Linked DNA regions of Danio rerio: regions 2, 3 and 4 are each linked to region 1. A link is a contact called in public Hi-C and HiChIP or PLAC-seq data. All regions are on one chromosome and are shown on one strand. The core of a region is the stretch at or near the end of the contact, and the rest is flanking DNA. Distances in the headings are between cores, read along the strand shown.

Region 1 (4,061 bases), core at 856-3,355:
ATTGCTTTCGGCTGTGTTGTTCACTGGCTTTTGAATGGTCGGTGATGAGGCACGGTGTTCAGTTTTGATCGTTTCAATAAACTGAGCAAAATTAACCGAAACGCTGTAATATTCCCGTGCGTGAAAAAACACTCCGGAGAAAATGTGTAGCGTAGACCTACAAACGCACCTCTGCAACGTCCAAGTCAATTAGAAGGAAATCTCAAAAGCATTAATCAGATTAAAATAGGCGCATGTTACTTTGGTGTATGTGAGAGGCGAGCGACCGATGTAGTTTCCATTTAAGATGGCTCTTCCACCTTAAAGAGCGATTCCAGGCAGAAATAATCCAAACGCTAGGAGGCGCCCATATACTGCTGTACGTCCAGTCTCTTCTGCATTTTTCCTCCGAGGCAGCATATGCTGTGATTTAGCACTGTACATTTTTCAGTGGACCCAACTCCGACAACCCATGGTGATACAGAAAGTAGACTTCAACAAGCGAGCTTTAAAAATGTGCTCTGACTTATAACCCGAGGAGCGAGAAGGGAGACACCTTATTTGACCACCCCGAGGCTCCCAGCTAACATCTATGTCAATTAACATAAGACTTCTGGGCTTCTTGTTTTTTCGCTGACCGTCATTTATCTTATGTTTAGGCGTTTTTCGAATGTATTGAGGGTTTCCTTATATCCATGTGATCCATGCAAGAATTTCGTGGAATAATTTATTAAATTATTTTGTAAGGTATATACGTGGTATTCCAAGGCCCTAAAAACATAGTAATCCTAAAATCTATAAGAAAACGTTGAATGCACCATTTATATATAAATAGCTAAGAACTGTTTGACCTTCGTTTTTAGGCTACCTCTAAATCTTTGCAATGCAATCAAAGTTGTCAACCAAAATATTTTTCAGGTGACTATTATTTTTATGGGCACACTCGTCATGTGTACGAAAGTTACATTAATATAAATTGATTCTGCTTTTGCAAACAATATATTAAATTGTGCTGATAACGGTATACGGCGTCAGTAGTAGCCTAATCAGTTATCCTTTTTTTGTGTACATGCACTAAAGACAGTCGATTTAAACATAAGACTAATGCATAAGTATTAGCCTACGAAAGTTTTATAGCTCATTTAGACTAATTTAATGAATACAGGCCCTATATAAATAAGTATGTGAATGCTCAAATTTATGATAAAATAAAGCAATTCTATATATATATATATATATATATATATATATATATATATATATATATATATATATATATATATATATATATATATATGCACCCTGTATTTAGTATTTTTAATATTATTCATTTAACAAGCTTTTCTCCTGTATTGCTTACAAAGTAGCATCTTGCGCGTCTTTGACATATATCTTGATTACAGTGTAAAGTGCTCGAACTTACATCAATAGTCTCTCGCGTATGTTGCTTGTTCCCTCGTGAACGCTCTCTGTTTTAAATGTATTTGTCGGTGCAATATTGACTTGATGAATGATATGCAGTTTCATGATTTATAACGAGGCGTTAATGCGGATTAATGGATTAATGGAACTGACCAAATCACACACGTTGCGGTCAGTCTATAGAGTGAATGGTGTGCAAGGCAAGTGGCAAGAACAAAAAATAAATAAATTTTGAATGGCAGTAATATCACTATCACGGACATATATTTCTTATCGTTTTGTGGTCAGATTAGAGGGACTGTAGCCTATAATTTAATATAGATTTACTTACATTTTTATAACATTTATTTTTAAAAATAAATGGATCTCTGGAGTGTGGAAACGGTGATAAAATATACGTCAAACGTGTATTTTATTTGAAACAAATAAAAAATATGACTGCATGTATTGCGATCATTTTTCCACGGAACTGTGTGCTTCTCTCTTTAGGACCAAGCGGCTCCTCGACCCTTATTCCTGGCTTTGGCAAAGAACCAAGTAGCACAAGTGCCGACTAGCCAATAGGGTTCAGGGGGAGGTCCGTGAGCTCTGACCAGTCAAACACAGTCACTTTCCATATATGGCAACTCATCTCCATGGTAACGTGTGCTAAGTTGCAGCAGTCGTGTCAAAGTTCACTATATAGAGAGCTCAGTGAGCTGATCAGAGAGAAAGCATTCTGCCAGCCCAGCGCCTACAAATCGCAGTCACTTCCTAACCTCCCCCTTTTTAACATATTTGATCACTTTGATTCTCTGTTCTCTCTCTTATTATTTTTACGCGCATGAAGGAGGTTCTATAGGTTGTGATCTTTTTGTTTTATTATCGGTCCTGCTTGCCGGAGAGTTGACTTCATATTTGACTCGAGCACAGGCTGCAACTGCGCGCGGCTGCTAGCGCTACCTCATTTGAAGAAAAGGAAGAAGCGGCAATATTTTTTGCCAGTTGTTGGTTTTCTACAAGACTTTACGCTGGAACTTCTCTTGTGTCGCAAGTATCTTTGAAAGCTGCGTGTCTCTGTGCGTCCGAACATCGCTCCACGCGTGAACTTGTTCGTCCTGCTCTGTTCGTATCTTCTTCCGCAGTGTTTATTTTCCATTTTTTTCCTTGATGGGTTTACTGGATGGATGACTGCAAGTGCCCCTGGACTTGGCCTCTAAGAGCAAGGCTGCTATTCGGCTTGCTTCAATTTTAACCACATGCCAGGTAACGCTATTTCAGTCAAGAAATAGACTACTGTTTCTCGTCGGTGCGCAACTTTGAACGGACATTCAGACTCTAACCGACCGTGCCGATCCTGAATTATTTATTTTACCCTCCTAAGTGATAGAGGCACCGTGCTGCGATATTATTTTTTTAAACAAAGCATTCCGAAACCAAAAACGGGGAACAAAAAGTTTTTTTAACGTTGACTGATAGATATGGCAATGGTAGTGTGGAGAGGCTCCCAGGACGATGTGGCCGAGACCCATGGCACCCTCTCATCGCAAACCCAAGGAGGACTATCCCTTCCGACCCCTCAACCAGGCCAGCTGGGTCTGACGGCCTCTCAGGTTGCCCCTCCGACCCCTCAGACACCCGTTCAAGGACCCCCGAACAACAATAACAACACACAGTCAACCCCGACGAACCAGACGACGCAGAGCCAGTCGGAAAAGCAGCAGCCACAGCATATAGAGTGCGTGGTTTGCGGGGACAAATCCAGCGGTAAACACTATGGCCAGTTCACTTGCGAGGGGTGCAAAAGCTTTTTCAAACGGAGCGTACGAAGGAACCTCACTTACACATGCCGTGCCAACAGGAATTGTCCCATTGACCAGCACCATCGCAATCAGTGTCAGTACTGCCGCCTCAAAAAATGCCTCAAAGTTGGCATGAGACGGGAAGGTATTCGGATTTTTGTTGTTTTACTGCTGTCTTTGTCTTTGTCTTCTGTATTTAGCCTGACTTAATCGCGCATGCTTCTTCCTGTATTTTATCCCCGACTCCTCTCTCTCAATCTGCCCGTCCACAGCATGCGAAGGAACCGCCTATAGCGCTCGAGACTGAGCGTTATCACGGCGCCCTTAATGCTCGAATAAAGAACACCCTCTCCTTAGCGACTATTTCGCATTGCACATGTTCGCAGCTTTAAACTAACCATTGCTTTTATTAGGCGACGAAAACATGGGTATTTGTCTTTATTTTTATAATCACTGCAGATATGCCGTGCGGTTATGGCGAGGGAGTATGGAGAAGCAGCGTCAAAATCACATATACACACACGCGCGCTCACATACACACACACTAAGCTAGGGACTCCAGATCGACCACAATCTACATCTCTCGCTTTTGCTCGAAAACTAGAGAATATTCACTGTTGGGCTTTTTTATTGATTTATTTCAATAAACGTTCCGCCAGACACCCAGTTCGCTCGCAAATTCTCAACAGACAGCTGAACTGACTCTGTCGCTAGCTAAATAGGTTAAGGGTTAGCATTCATGTCTTTCTTTGTGTATGTATTTACTAGACTCATGTTGTCTCAAAAACACAAAGCAGGCTAAAATGTGAAACATTTGCCAATATGTATTTTATTTATTTATTTGCTTTATTAAGTAAATCATATAATTTGGCTAAAATT
Region 2 (4,061 bases), core at 764-3,263, 430 kb after region 1:
AAATTTAACCTAGTTAAGCCTTTAAATGTCACTTCAAGCTTTATAAAAGTGTCTTGAAAATATCTAGTAAAATATATGTTTACTGTCATCATGGGAAAGATAAAATAAATCAGTTTTTAGAAATGAGTTATTTAAACTTTTATGTTTAGAAATATGTTGAAAAAAATCCTTTCACCGGTGAACAGAAAATAGTGAAAAAAATAAACAGGAGGGCTAATAATTCTGACTTATTGAGAAATATATAAAGCATTAAGATTTATTCAAAGATTATTATCATTGACATGGTTAACTGTTGTTACTCCAAACATTAATTTAGTGTAGTTTGTGTAAATATGCTAAAATAAACTACTATAAAATACTATAGTATTCCATTACTTATTTTTTTATGTGGTTCTGATACTTCAAACTTTTGTGTCTTTACTCACCCTTATATCTTTTTCTAAACCTTTAGGACCATTTTTTAAATTCTGTTTTAAAATAAATGAGCATCCCTCTGCATGGAAAAACAAAAAATAAATTGTATTAAAACAGAAGAAAGAAATGCATACATGTGTAGGAAGAGATGAGGCTGAATGAATGACAGACCTCCATTCTTGGCCAAACATTCCCTTCAAACGCATGGTTATCCTTCTTAGATAAGAAAAATCTCCCCATAACTGGAAAAGATGTCGGCAATTTCATTGACCATTGTAACGGCGGCGGCGGCAGCAAGGAAAGGCTCTATTACCCAGGGACTCTTAATCACGGCAGGTCCCATAAGTAAAAGCCCTTATCATGTGCGAGGAACAGCGCTGCGAGTGCCTCATAGATAGAGTGGAGAGAAGCAGACATGCTCGCTCTAATTCCCTTTGACAGTCTGGGGCCTGTTTGCTACCTGGTTAAGCCCCGGCTTTTTCATTTGGTGTTTGGTATAAACTGACAAAAGGGAATATCGGCGCATACAGCTGTAGGAAAGTGGAGAGCTCTTTACGGATGATTGACAGCTCTTGTCAGTCAGTAAGAGGCACCTGCTTAGGCCCTGGCGGAGTGCGTCCTTCAAGCTGAGGCGCAGAGGTGTTGTCGTAATTATCTGGAAAAAAAAAAAAGGAAACACAATTAACAGTGAGCATTTAGCAGCGAGAGATTATTTACTGGGGCCTGTCCAACAGAGGCAGACGCAGACTTTCGCCGGTCTAGAGAGATCTGGGCTGTCCATCAAGTCGGGACGTCCAACTGGACCGATCCAATTAAATGCAAGATGATTCGGCAAAAGCAGCCCTTTCTTTCCAATAATGAAATTCCTTCAGATGATAATTGGCCAATATTGTAATATCCTCAGAGTATCCAAAGCTAAATCTTTAGTCCAAAAACGAACACCGCTGCTATTGTGTGTGTGTGTGTGTGTTCTCAAAGAGTTGCCCGTATGAGTCCTTGGTCTACAGCCATCTTCATGGGAGGTGGGTTATTCAGAGGCCACGGGCATGGAGCTTCTGATTGAGTCATTGAAGGAGTAACAAAAGCCATGAAGGCTTGCGACTGGGACAGGGGGCTGCCAGCGCTTCTCGGCACCAACACCGAACATAGACCCTCCGGGCAGTACGGGGCCGAGCTATAAGAGGCACTGCGATGAGCTACAGAACAGCCCTTTCACTCAGGAGAAGGGGAATCAAATGGGAGTCTGGCTGCGGGGTCTGAAGGTCAGCGAGCAGGTGGGCGAGAGAGGGAGAGGGGGAAGAGCGGGCGGTGTAGCGGCCCGTCACATCTGGGCCGAATTAGAAAGGTAAAACAACCGAGGCTGAAAGCAAAAGAAGGGGAGGCATGTGTGAGGATGTGAAAGACAGATCTGCTTTCCAAAGTAAGACCAGGTTAGCGAGGCAGCAGGGGGCCCAGATGAAAGTGATTAAGCGGCCCGGCTTTGAGAAGCAGGTGCCCCTCTGCTGGAGAGAGCTTCCCCTACACGTCTAACCACAGACCCACAGTGTTTACACTACCTACCGTCATGCTGCTCCATGACTCACTGAGAGACAACCTGGAAAATGATCAACGTCAAAGCTTTTGCTGCACTTTAAATCATCTGCCTTGCGGAGCGCAACCAGACGCGCTATTTCAGACTTGAATTGGAGTATTACTGGTACTCTGAACTTGAATATTAATATCCTAATATAATAGTATTAAATTAGGCAAGAAAACAAAGTGGCTGCTATATACAGAGTTTCTGCAGATATCACAATGTCAAATTTAAGACTTTTAAAGACCTTTTTAAGACCATTAATTATTAAATTTAAGACCTTTATCACAATATCAAAAACACACATACACAAAGAGAAAATGCAAAAATTACAAAATTAGTGGCAAATAAATGTATTTTAATTGTACAGTACTAAAGACAGGTTAGATGCACCATTGAACTACAGACAAAACAAACTAACATCTTAATGCTTATTTATACTTTCGCCTGGCGCCACATCACGCACCTCAAGAAACGGACAAGCCTTTTAAACTTGATGCATTCGCCATTGAGATATTTTTTTTTAAATGAAAGGGGGTCGGTCAAAAAAAAAAAGTTAAAACAGTTAAATCAGACAAATAAAAAGAGAAGTAGAAAGTTTCCGGAACAAGGTCATATCATTAATATCATTGAAGATTTTTCAGGGGGACTCTTTTTTTTTTTTTTTTTTTTTGTTTTAACAAACTTATCCCTCAGGTTTTTCCAAACTTTCATAAAAACTTTCCTCCTTTCCCACTGCTGTTGAAATTTCAAGCCAAGAATTATCGGTCATCTGGTTATCTTTATGATCACGCATGGATGGATCATAGAGATGTATGGAGTATATCTGTTTCAGACAAAAACTCTTCAAACTGTTTGATATTCAACTCAAATCAAATGTGGCGCCATGCAAACTGTTGATCAGAGTCTAAAAAAATTCCATAAATTTCACTATGGCGTTATTTCACTGACAAATGACGTGAGCGCAGTATTACAACTCAAGTGCGCACTTATGTATAAAGAGCAAGCAAATTTCTTTGCTCGTGCACGGATTTCTGGTTTGTGGACAAAACTGCTGTAGATTTTTTATTTTTATTTTTTACAATATTGTGTATATTATACTACAATTCACCACACTTTACTGTAGTAAAACGACACTGTATTTTATCAGTTCACTATTCTTAATACTACAGTATGCTGAAGCATCTCTGGAGAGCAAAAGCACGAACGGAGGAGGAAACACAAGACAAAAAAATTGTGAGTCCGCATTGTCCGATGGAGCGAGAGCAGATCATTCGCACATGAGCTGCCAGTGTTTTAAGAGCTCGCGAGCAGTTTTGTCCATGAACAGAGGGAAACTGGCGCGTGAGCAAAGAGATTCGCTCTCGTATTACATGGATGCGCTGCAAACTTGTAATAGTGCGCTTAAGACATTTGTCAGTGAAATAACGCCATACTCCACCAGGCGAAATCATGTGGCACGCACCCACAGTGAACCTTCGCAAAGACAGCAATGACGTCACATTCGCCCTGCGCACTGAGTTAATAACAGAAAGCTGATTGGCTATTGCAAGTTGACCTCATTTAAAGTTGTAATACCGTAAATTACAATTGGACTAGTGAAATAAAGATCTACAACACCACAAAAACCTAGCAACAACAACAAAAAACTATTTAAAAGAAACACTAGATGGAGCATTACATGGACATTGGAAAAGTAAGACTTGTGCAAAAATATTTAAGAACAGTGAATTTAAGACTTTTTAAAGTCTTAAATTTCGATTTTTAAATTTTAGACTTTTTAAGACTCAGCAGAAACCCTTCATATATTTGGTGTGCTGTATTTTTTAATAATTCAATAAATTTTCAATAAAAGTCTATTATTCCACTTTGATTACCACACTTGTTTAGATGTATTTTAACACAGTTTTCAAGATTTTGTCCTCAAACCACTCCTGTGTGTAAAATTTATGCCGGGTTCACACCAAACATCAAATTACAGTATGTAATTGAGTAAACTAAGTATAATGGGAATGCAAATAGAGACAAATTTTCATCAGGAAATACCCAAAACATTTACAATAAATGTTCTAAA
Region 3 (4,061 bases), core at 1,150-3,649, 390 kb before region 1:
ACTTCTTTGTAGTTACTTTATAAAAGATTTTATGAACTTTATTTGATGCAAACACCAAAAGCGGAACTGTATTATCCAACTGGAGTGTTTAGTTTCAAATGTGCAGTAGTAGTGTTTAATGTGCAGTTACGCTCCAGCTTAAGTTTACAGAGCTCACGCCTGGTGTTTTGAAATGGTTGGAATAGATTTAATTGGAGCAGTATGTCTTTTATGGACGAGCTGTCTTTAGTTGCGTGCTTTCCCAACCTCTCGACCCGAAGGCACACACCTGGTCTGGGGTCAGGTTTCAGACTGGCTTCCAGGCTTGCAGGTCAAGACCTGGAGCTTCACACACGCTAATCCCTCGCATGGCAACATACTTGACTGAAGGGACTGGTCCAAGCACTTCCAGTCATCCTTGAAAAGTCACACACACACACAAACAGAGAGTATTTTTATAATAATTTACAAATGACAAAAAAAGTATTTATTTATTTATTTTTTTAAAATGTTTCTTTATTGTTTGTTTAACTGTCTATACAGACAAAGTTAAAATTATTAGCCCTCTTGTGAATTTTCTTTTCTTTTTCAAATATTTTCCAAATGATGTTTAACAGAGCAATTTTTTTTTCACAGTATTTCCTATATTTTTTCTTCTGTAAAAAAAATATTTGTTTTTATTTTGGCTAGAATAAAAGTAGTTTTATTTTTTTTTAATAGCCATTTTTAGGTTAATAATGTTAGCCATCTTAAGCCGTTTTTTTTGGGGGTTTGTTTGTTTATTTGTTTTTCACTTGTCTACAGAACAAACCACATATACAATGACTTACCTAATAAACCTTACTTGCCAAATCAACCTAATTAACCTAGTTAAGCCTTTAAATTGCACTTTAAGCTGAATACTATCCTGAAAAATTTAGTAAACTATTATGTACTGTCATCATAGCAATGATAAGAGAGATTCAGTTCTTAAAAATTAGTTATTTAAACTTTCGTGAAAGAAAATCTTCCATTAAAAAGGAATTGAGGGAAAATATACAGGGGCCTAATAAAACAGGAGGCTAATAATTCTGACTGATATATATACATATATATATAAAATTTTTGGACTATGGACTACACACACACACACATATATTCTCTCTCCCTCTCCATTCCTCTGTTCTTCCCCAAAGTGATGATTTAACTCTTTAAGGATGTTGAGGGTCTTTGGTGGGGCATTAGCCTGCTGAGAATTATGGGCTTAAATGAATTATGATGAGTGCATCTGTATGCACAGCCAGCCTAGTGCGCTTTCAGGATGGCAGTGTGTGTATGTGTGTGAGGGTTAGCGCACATGTGCATTTAACCCTTTAGGGACGGAGCGGCCTGGCATGTTTAAGTCTCCTGCTTGCAGTCCCTGAATGGGGTTTAAAGCATAAGGCTTGCTAATGACTCATAATGGCAGTCTTATGTGATTCACAGCCTTTGCTTTTCATGTATGTATGCTGTGAGAGAAACTGATGGCTTTCATCTAGGATTTGATAATTGAAAAGAAAACAAAAATGTTATCTTTGCTGGTGATATATTATTATTATTATTTCTTTTTTATTTAGTTATTTTTATTCTTTTTTATTTTGCCGACTATACATAAAATGAAATAAAATAAATGCTTTATTTCATATGTATTTTTTGTTTATTTAATATTAATTTACTTTATTGATTATTATTTTTATTATTCCTGTTCTTTTATATATATTTTTCTTTCTTTTGTCCCAGCACAATGTTTTTTTTTATTATTTTTTATTTATTTGTTATTTAACTTTTTTTTAAAGTAGTAATGACAATAAAACATTAATATATTTATTTATTATATTATATATAAGCAAACAAACAAACATAAATATTTCCATTTCTGCCAGGTAGCATTTATTAGTGTTTGCGAAATTAGTAAATATTAAAATAAATATAACTGCACATGCAAAGTGCGATTGCATTAATATGACAAAAAAAAAAAAAAAAATATATATATATATATATATATATATATATATATATATATATATATATATATATATATATATATATATATATATATATATATATATATATATAATCCTCTGAAAACAACCAATAATTTGCACTGCTGGCTTTTTTTTTATAATAAAAAACTGCATTTCACACACACACACACACACACACACACAAAATAACCATGCATGAACAATAACAAGGCATGTCCAGTGTGAAAGATTGGATAATGGAAGAGCAGACACATATTCCTCCAAATGGGTGAGACAGTCTAATTGGATTCATTGAGCAGAATTAGTGTCTCCCAGTTTTCACCCAGCCATCTTAAAGCCAGCTGGGTTCACAAACGCCCCTCTGCGAACTGTGACCCGTCCGACCGTCCCGTTCCTGCACACCAGGGGGAGCAGTGATACTGTAGATCCTCCGTCCACTTTCACCACTCATTGTTCCCTGCTGTGAAAGCGGCTTGCAAGACACGAAGGCTTGATTCTGTGGACAGTTTGAATAATAAAAATAGCACACCGCTAGATGTGCATCAAACTGCTCCTCTGTGGCTAGTATGTAGAGTTTGAGAATGAATGGAGGTATAGATGTTGGATGAACACATGCACCGTGTGTTCGGAGATTAGCCGCTTTAAGCTCCATTATTGTTCATCTTTTGGCTTGCTCAAACACAATGCACTGTAGGAAGGCTTTTTGTGGTTTTATTTTTGTGTTAGATTTTTTTTAACCTTTTTTCTTTATTACTTTTCTTTCTGTGGAGTTTGCATTAAAAATAAATGTACAAAATGTCTTTCATTTACATAGAAAGCATATTAAATGCAAATAGCATTTTAATACTTTCAAATACCTTTTGTTAACAAAAAAGTGACATGAAATTTTAATCTATTTTATCCTGTTGTTTTTTATGAGACTGTGTAGGTTCAGTATATTTTACTTTTATAGCAAAGTTTACTTTTATTACCTTTTAAAGTAAATTACTGGATATAATCATATAGGATGCTAAGCTAATTTTAGAAGAGAATTTCAGATGGCACTTTTAGAGGTTTTTGCTTCTGAACTCTTCAAATATCAAAATATGGATGTTTTATTTTCATTAAAGAATAACATATTTATGAGGGGGGTGGGAGTGGCATATTATGCAGATTTGTGTTTGTTAAAATAAATGCAAATCTATAAATATAAATAAACACATACAGTTGAAGTCAGAATTATTAGCCCCCATTTGATTTTTTATTATTATTATTATTATTATTATTATTATTTTAATATTTCCCAAATGATGCTTTATAGAGCAAGGTAATTTTTACAGTAGTAAGAAGAAAGTCTTATTTTTTTATTTTGACTACAGTAAAAGCAGTTTTTAATTTTTTAAAAAACATTTTAAGGACACAATTATTAGCTCCTTTAAGCTACATATATTTTTTGATAGTATACAAAACAAACCATTGTTATGCAATAACTTGCATAATTACCCAAACCTGCATAGTTTACCAAATTAACCTAGTTAAGACTTTAAATGTCACTTAAGGGTTATAAAAGTGTCTTGAAAAATATCTAGTAAAATATTATTTACTGTCATCATGGCAAAGCTTAAATAAATCAGTTAGAAATGATGTATTAAAACTATTATGTTTAGAAATGTGTTGAAAAAATTGGTAAAAAGAAAAATTGACAGCAGGGCTAATAATTCTGACTTTTACTAACCTTCCTGGCGTGTTTGGGTCAAATCTGACCAATTTACAACTTAAAATACTCATAACTATTGTGTTTTACATCTGATTGCCTCAAGGCCTTATGATATCCTGAACACTATGCACTTAAACATATAAAAGTGACCACCTCTTTCGTTGAATGTGAGTGTTTTAATCAACCGTGTTACCTCTGTGGTGTTCCCGGTCAAAAGTGACCACCATAGGAAATTAATGGGTATCCAGACTATATTCAACCATCAACCCCAGACACAGCACTCCAACTCACTCGCACACATTTCAGACTGAACAACATCTTTTGTGGGTACTTATCTCTTTCCCGTGCTTATGTGCCGATCCTCCCATGTGATTACCCCCATT
Region 4 (4,061 bases), core at 781-3,280, 270 kb after region 1:
CACGCACACACACACACACACACACATTCTCACAAGCAACACGTTGCGAGATGCAGAAGCGCACAGACGCGCTGACCAACCCTTTGCATTAATACAGCATTAAAAAAAAAATCAGCTTTTCCTCACATCACTCTGAATTTCTAAGAGGAATTCCAGTGGGTGCACTTGAGGAGATGACAATATGCACAACATCTCTGAACGCTTGTCAATCCACGTGGTACAGTCGACAGCCGTCTAAGCACACAATGCTGAGGAAATATATAAATAAATCCAGCCAAAAAGACACAACTGTCAAAGAGCCTCATCTCTCCAGACTGAGGGGACGTACAGGCAGCGATCTTTTTCCACTCGCTTTGTGTTTCATCTTTTTTTTTTTCTCCTGCTGTATTTTTCAACAGCATCCCGAACGCTCTTGGGCCCATGGAAGCCCTGTGGTCAGGTTTTATCAGTGAGTTAACTCTACAGAAGTGGGCCAGATCAATACATGCATTCTCTGAGAGACGGGGTGCAGTTGGAGCCTTGTGGAAGTAGATATGTGTGTGCGTACGAGTGCCTTCAGGAGCAGATCGATGGGCTGACAGGGGCTCCGCTTTGTTCTCACACAGTGCTCAGATGTTCGACGTGCTTTACATGATTGCTTAAAGGTTTTTGTTTGCCGTCTTGTTTGTTTGCTACATCCTTTTTTCTGTCTGCTTATTCTTCATTATGCACTTTGCCAGCACAGCCGAGTTTACAACTAGTTATTGTTTTTATTGTCAGGTTTCCTCTTTGCACCTTCATAATAAAAGACTTCAGATATTCGGCTCTACAGAACAATGGGGAACGCTTGTATTCTTGGAAAGTAAAGCATTGGGAATCTGAGCACAGTGCTGCATGTCAAAGACTATTGGTAATTGTGATTCACAGTTGACCCAGTGCTAAACCCCACCTTTCAATGCTCCTGACCAGTCCATCCATAGCAACTGTTGCCATCCGACTTGCCATTTTTATTAAGAACATTTAGTCAATTTTTGGTATGATTTTGTGAACCACAATTTAATAGAAATTGCCAGCAATGGAAGTAATATTTTCCATGCTGATAAATCTTTAATACAGCATAGTAACTAAAGTTTAGAGTATCATAGTGAATATGTTGTCCTGTAGAAGTGTTAGTAGCCAGGCTTTTCTCTTTTCAGTTGAATGTGAGAAGCATTTAGCTAGCTTTATCAGTCTCTACAGCTCTATTAACAGACTCCTTTTAATGGTGCTATTTAGTAATTTAATCATTTTCCCAGATAAAAGTGCTCAATTCATGTCACAATTAATTCCTCTTCAGTTTTTTAACAATTTTACTGTAAATAATGCTGCTCAGTTGTCACCACTTGTGATTGCAAAATGCAATTTACTCCAATTTGTGACAGATTTTAGGATAGTGTAAATTTAGCAGTAAAAACTTTACAAGAATACTTAAATGATTCCTTAAAAGAAGGTATCTTAATTGTAACATGCTAAATAGCAATACCTTTTCAAGCTATTTTCAAAATAATAAGCAAAATGAACCAGCCTCTTTTTCACGAAATCACATCTGAGATGTCATCCAACAAAATTCGCCCACTCCACTTCTAAACAACTGTCATAATAAGTGCTTGCGAAAGTGGCTGAAGCTTGAGAATAAGTGTCCGCATACTTGCTGTGCACAATTCTTCATCTGAACAACTATTTTCGTCCACCGACAGGGTTGGCCTTTGACATCTTTTGAGTCTAAAGAATTTTTTTTTTGCACCAAATTCACCCACTTTCACCGTGGCCTGCATGGTCACCTAAAGCAAGTTAAGCACTTGCCTCTCTAAATAAGCTTCCTGAAATTACTTCTAATAAGAACTTGTGTGTATAGGCTGGCCCTCCACTGAAAGGCGTTGACCGCCGAGGACAAGTAGATGTCAATAGATCTTGTCTCCAAGCCTGTGGGACTTTAAGAAGCATGAGCTCTTCTTCAGGCCTTAATAAGACAGCACAGATGCGCCCTTGTCTGAACACGGCCTCTGTGTCTTATTGTACTTTGGCCTCACAACCACGGAGCCCCCTAACAGGGCAGGGCCGGGACCGCGTCGGCTGTGTAAGAGGGTCTCATTAAGAGAGGCAAACGAAAACCGGGGTCAAGGTACATAAAGGTGCCCTGAGCTAAGGAGCATGCCGCTAAGATGAGCTAGGAGCTTCTCCACAGTTCAGGGCCTCACCTCCAGACCCCTGGCCCTCCCCGCCGTGACCTCCTATCTCTAGCATTATTTGATGAAGCAGAGCTTGATAATTATTTTGCGTGGATGGAGAAGAGGGCAAGGGTGTGAAAGGAGAATGTCATTCGGAGGGAAAGGATAGCAGGGGATGACAGAGAAGAGAAAGAAAACCAGAAGAGGAGAGTAGAGAGAAGAGAAAAAAAGATCAAAAGCAGGCCTTTCGCTTTTCATGCCTCAGAAGGCTCCAAAGAGGATAAGGAACAATCAGGCCTTGGGTCTCCTGTCCTCTCTAGCAATTAGACTCAGCTGATGAAGTGAATAGGATGAATGGCAGGGTTCAAGGCCTTTCTAGGATTCACACAACAGGGTGTGTTTTTCCCCTTCTCCTCCTTTATCTCTTTCTCCCCTCCGAGTGGCACAAATGCAGCTGAAATATTTCCAAATGAAGACAATGTGGTCCAAGGTGCCAAATCTTAATCACGGTGGCTGATGAGACTGAAGAGGAGAAAGAAAAGAGGGGAGGGAGGGAGAGAGGGTGTGAGAGCTGCTCAGGAGAACAAACACATACATTCAATGCAGTGCATCTTTGCACCTTATCAAACCACCTCCTCAACACCGCCGCCACCCCCCAAAAAAGGATTTACGTCTCAAAATCCCCTTTGTGCATTTGCTGTTATTGGGCTATACCAAAGAAAACAAATAAGAGAGCAGGGAAAAATGTATCTCTCCCATCATGACAATCGCCACAGTCCTGTAGACTTGAATGCACCTCGCAGATGGCGCTTTGTCTGAAACTGATAGTACCCTGGAAATCTGGACAAGAATGTACTGCGTATAAAGATTCTAGGCATTCTAGTACAGATAGTATTGCCTTTACCACTCAATCCCGGAAATAAAATGCCACATTGTAAATCCACAGACGCTCCGTAACGACGAGGGCTGACGAAATTCGGCAAAATCCGCAATAACAATAAACACAACAATCAGTCTCCTTTTAACCTTTACTCCTTTTTTTCTAGATCATTCCTCCTATTCTATTTCATTTAACCCAAACTTAATTTACCATGAGCGCAAGGCTTTTTTCCCACCAACCCCTCTGGTGTGTTTTTTCAGCCATTCCTAATACAGTATATGGCAGTAAGTGGCTCCGGAGGCCCGGTCTATGCCGCCACACTGCACTAAAACCTTAAGATGCTTAGTGATATTCTTTAATCTGGCCCACTGATAATGTGTTTAAAGGAGCAATTCAGCTTTCCAAACTTTGAGGGTTCAAAGTCTCTGAGGCATGGGGTCAGAATGCCAATGAGCTAAATAAAGAGTAGCCAGAATGGGCTTTGGGGAGGATTTGAAACTTGGGCTTCTCAATCTCTTTGATCTAAATAGAGTTTCAGGCCACAATGATGCAGAATATCAAATGCTAAGAACTGCGACTCGGCCCCCATTTGCTGTGTTTGGTATGTTGAATGCACAGAATGCTCAATAGTGTTTATATAATGGGCTTATTTCGGTGGTACATTTGGGTAGGGGACATTTTTTGTGGCACTGCTGAAGAGAAGAGAAGAGAAGAGAAGAGAAGAGAAGAGTGTTGTTTGCATAATGCACTGGCTCTTAATTGTGCATCTTAAAAGAGCTCATATACTCTATTATTTATTAGCAACTTACATTAAGAAAAAGTATTCTGTCTGTAATGGTGTACTCCTCATCTTTACAGGATATTATTAATGGCAGTGTAGTGCTCCTTACAATATTGGTCAACAGTCTATTGAAATTAATACTTATTTAGAGTGTATTCATTTTGTATTTTTTAGTTTTAATTGAAATATCAAAGCCACAATCATAGCAGCTTTA

The links. Hi-C and Micro-C count contacts between places; a contact is called where the count stands out from the background. HiChIP or PLAC-seq counts read pairs in DNA pulled down with a chosen protein or histone mark.
Region 2: a contact with region 1 is called in an H3K4me3 HiChIP or PLAC-seq map of embryo, with 2.3 times the contacts expected there. The contact joins the enhancer-like site here to the promoter of nr2f2 in region 1. A contact is called at or near these places in 4 of 18 Hi-C or Micro-C datasets (caudal fin, embryo and an unstated tissue) and 2 of 4 datasets of contacts at active chromatin or transcription factors (caudal fin and embryo).
Region 3: a contact with region 1 is called in a Hi-C map of fibroblasts, with 7 times the contacts expected there. The contact joins the enhancer-like site here to the promoter of nr2f2 in region 1. A contact is called at or near these places in 7 of 18 Hi-C or Micro-C datasets (caudal fin, embryo, fibroblasts and 2 more) and 2 of 4 datasets of contacts at active chromatin or transcription factors (caudal fin and embryo).
Region 4: an H3K4me3 HiChIP or PLAC-seq map of embryo shows a contact between it and region 1, with 6 times the contacts expected there. The contact joins the enhancer-like site here to the promoter of nr2f2 in region 1. A contact is called at or near these places in 6 of 18 Hi-C or Micro-C datasets (caudal fin, embryo, fibroblasts and 1 more) and 3 of 4 datasets of contacts at active chromatin or transcription factors (caudal fin, embryo and pancreas).

What each region holds. Positions count from the first base shown.
Region 1 is chr18:25,297,135-25,301,195 of GRCz12tu, reverse strand. nr2f2 (nuclear receptor subfamily 2, group F, member 2) reads left to right here and starts at 2,105. Exons shown (of 3, transcript NM_131183.2): 1 at 2,105-3,327. The coding sequence starts at 2,862. It overlaps LOC100536923 (a long non-coding RNA gene), which reads right to left and starts at 279. Exons shown (of 4, transcript XR_012394318.1): 1 at 1-279.
Region 2 is chr18:24,868,588-24,872,648 of GRCz12tu, reverse strand. No RefSeq gene overlaps it. Among named protein-coding and RNA genes, the nearest start is that of mctp2a, 110 kb to the right of the region's middle. Within about 2 kb of position 2,013, at least 6 of the 62 cell types and tissues checked have an H3K27ac peak or open chromatin away from gene starts, as enhancers often do.
Region 3 is chr18:25,686,834-25,690,894 of GRCz12tu, reverse strand. No RefSeq gene overlaps it. Among named protein-coding and RNA genes, the nearest start is that of si:ch211-147m20.3, 210 kb to the left of the region's middle. Within about 2 kb of position 2,399, at least 8 of the 62 cell types and tissues checked have an H3K27ac peak or open chromatin away from gene starts, as enhancers often do.
Region 4 is chr18:25,024,395-25,028,455 of GRCz12tu, reverse strand. LOC141378830 (a long non-coding RNA gene) reads right to left here. Exons shown (of 2, transcript XR_012394315.1): 2 at 1,056-2,708. Among named protein-coding and RNA genes, the nearest start is that of mctp2a, 270 kb to the right of the region's middle. Within about 2 kb of position 2,030, at least 3 of the 62 cell types and tissues checked have an H3K27ac peak or open chromatin away from gene starts, as enhancers often do.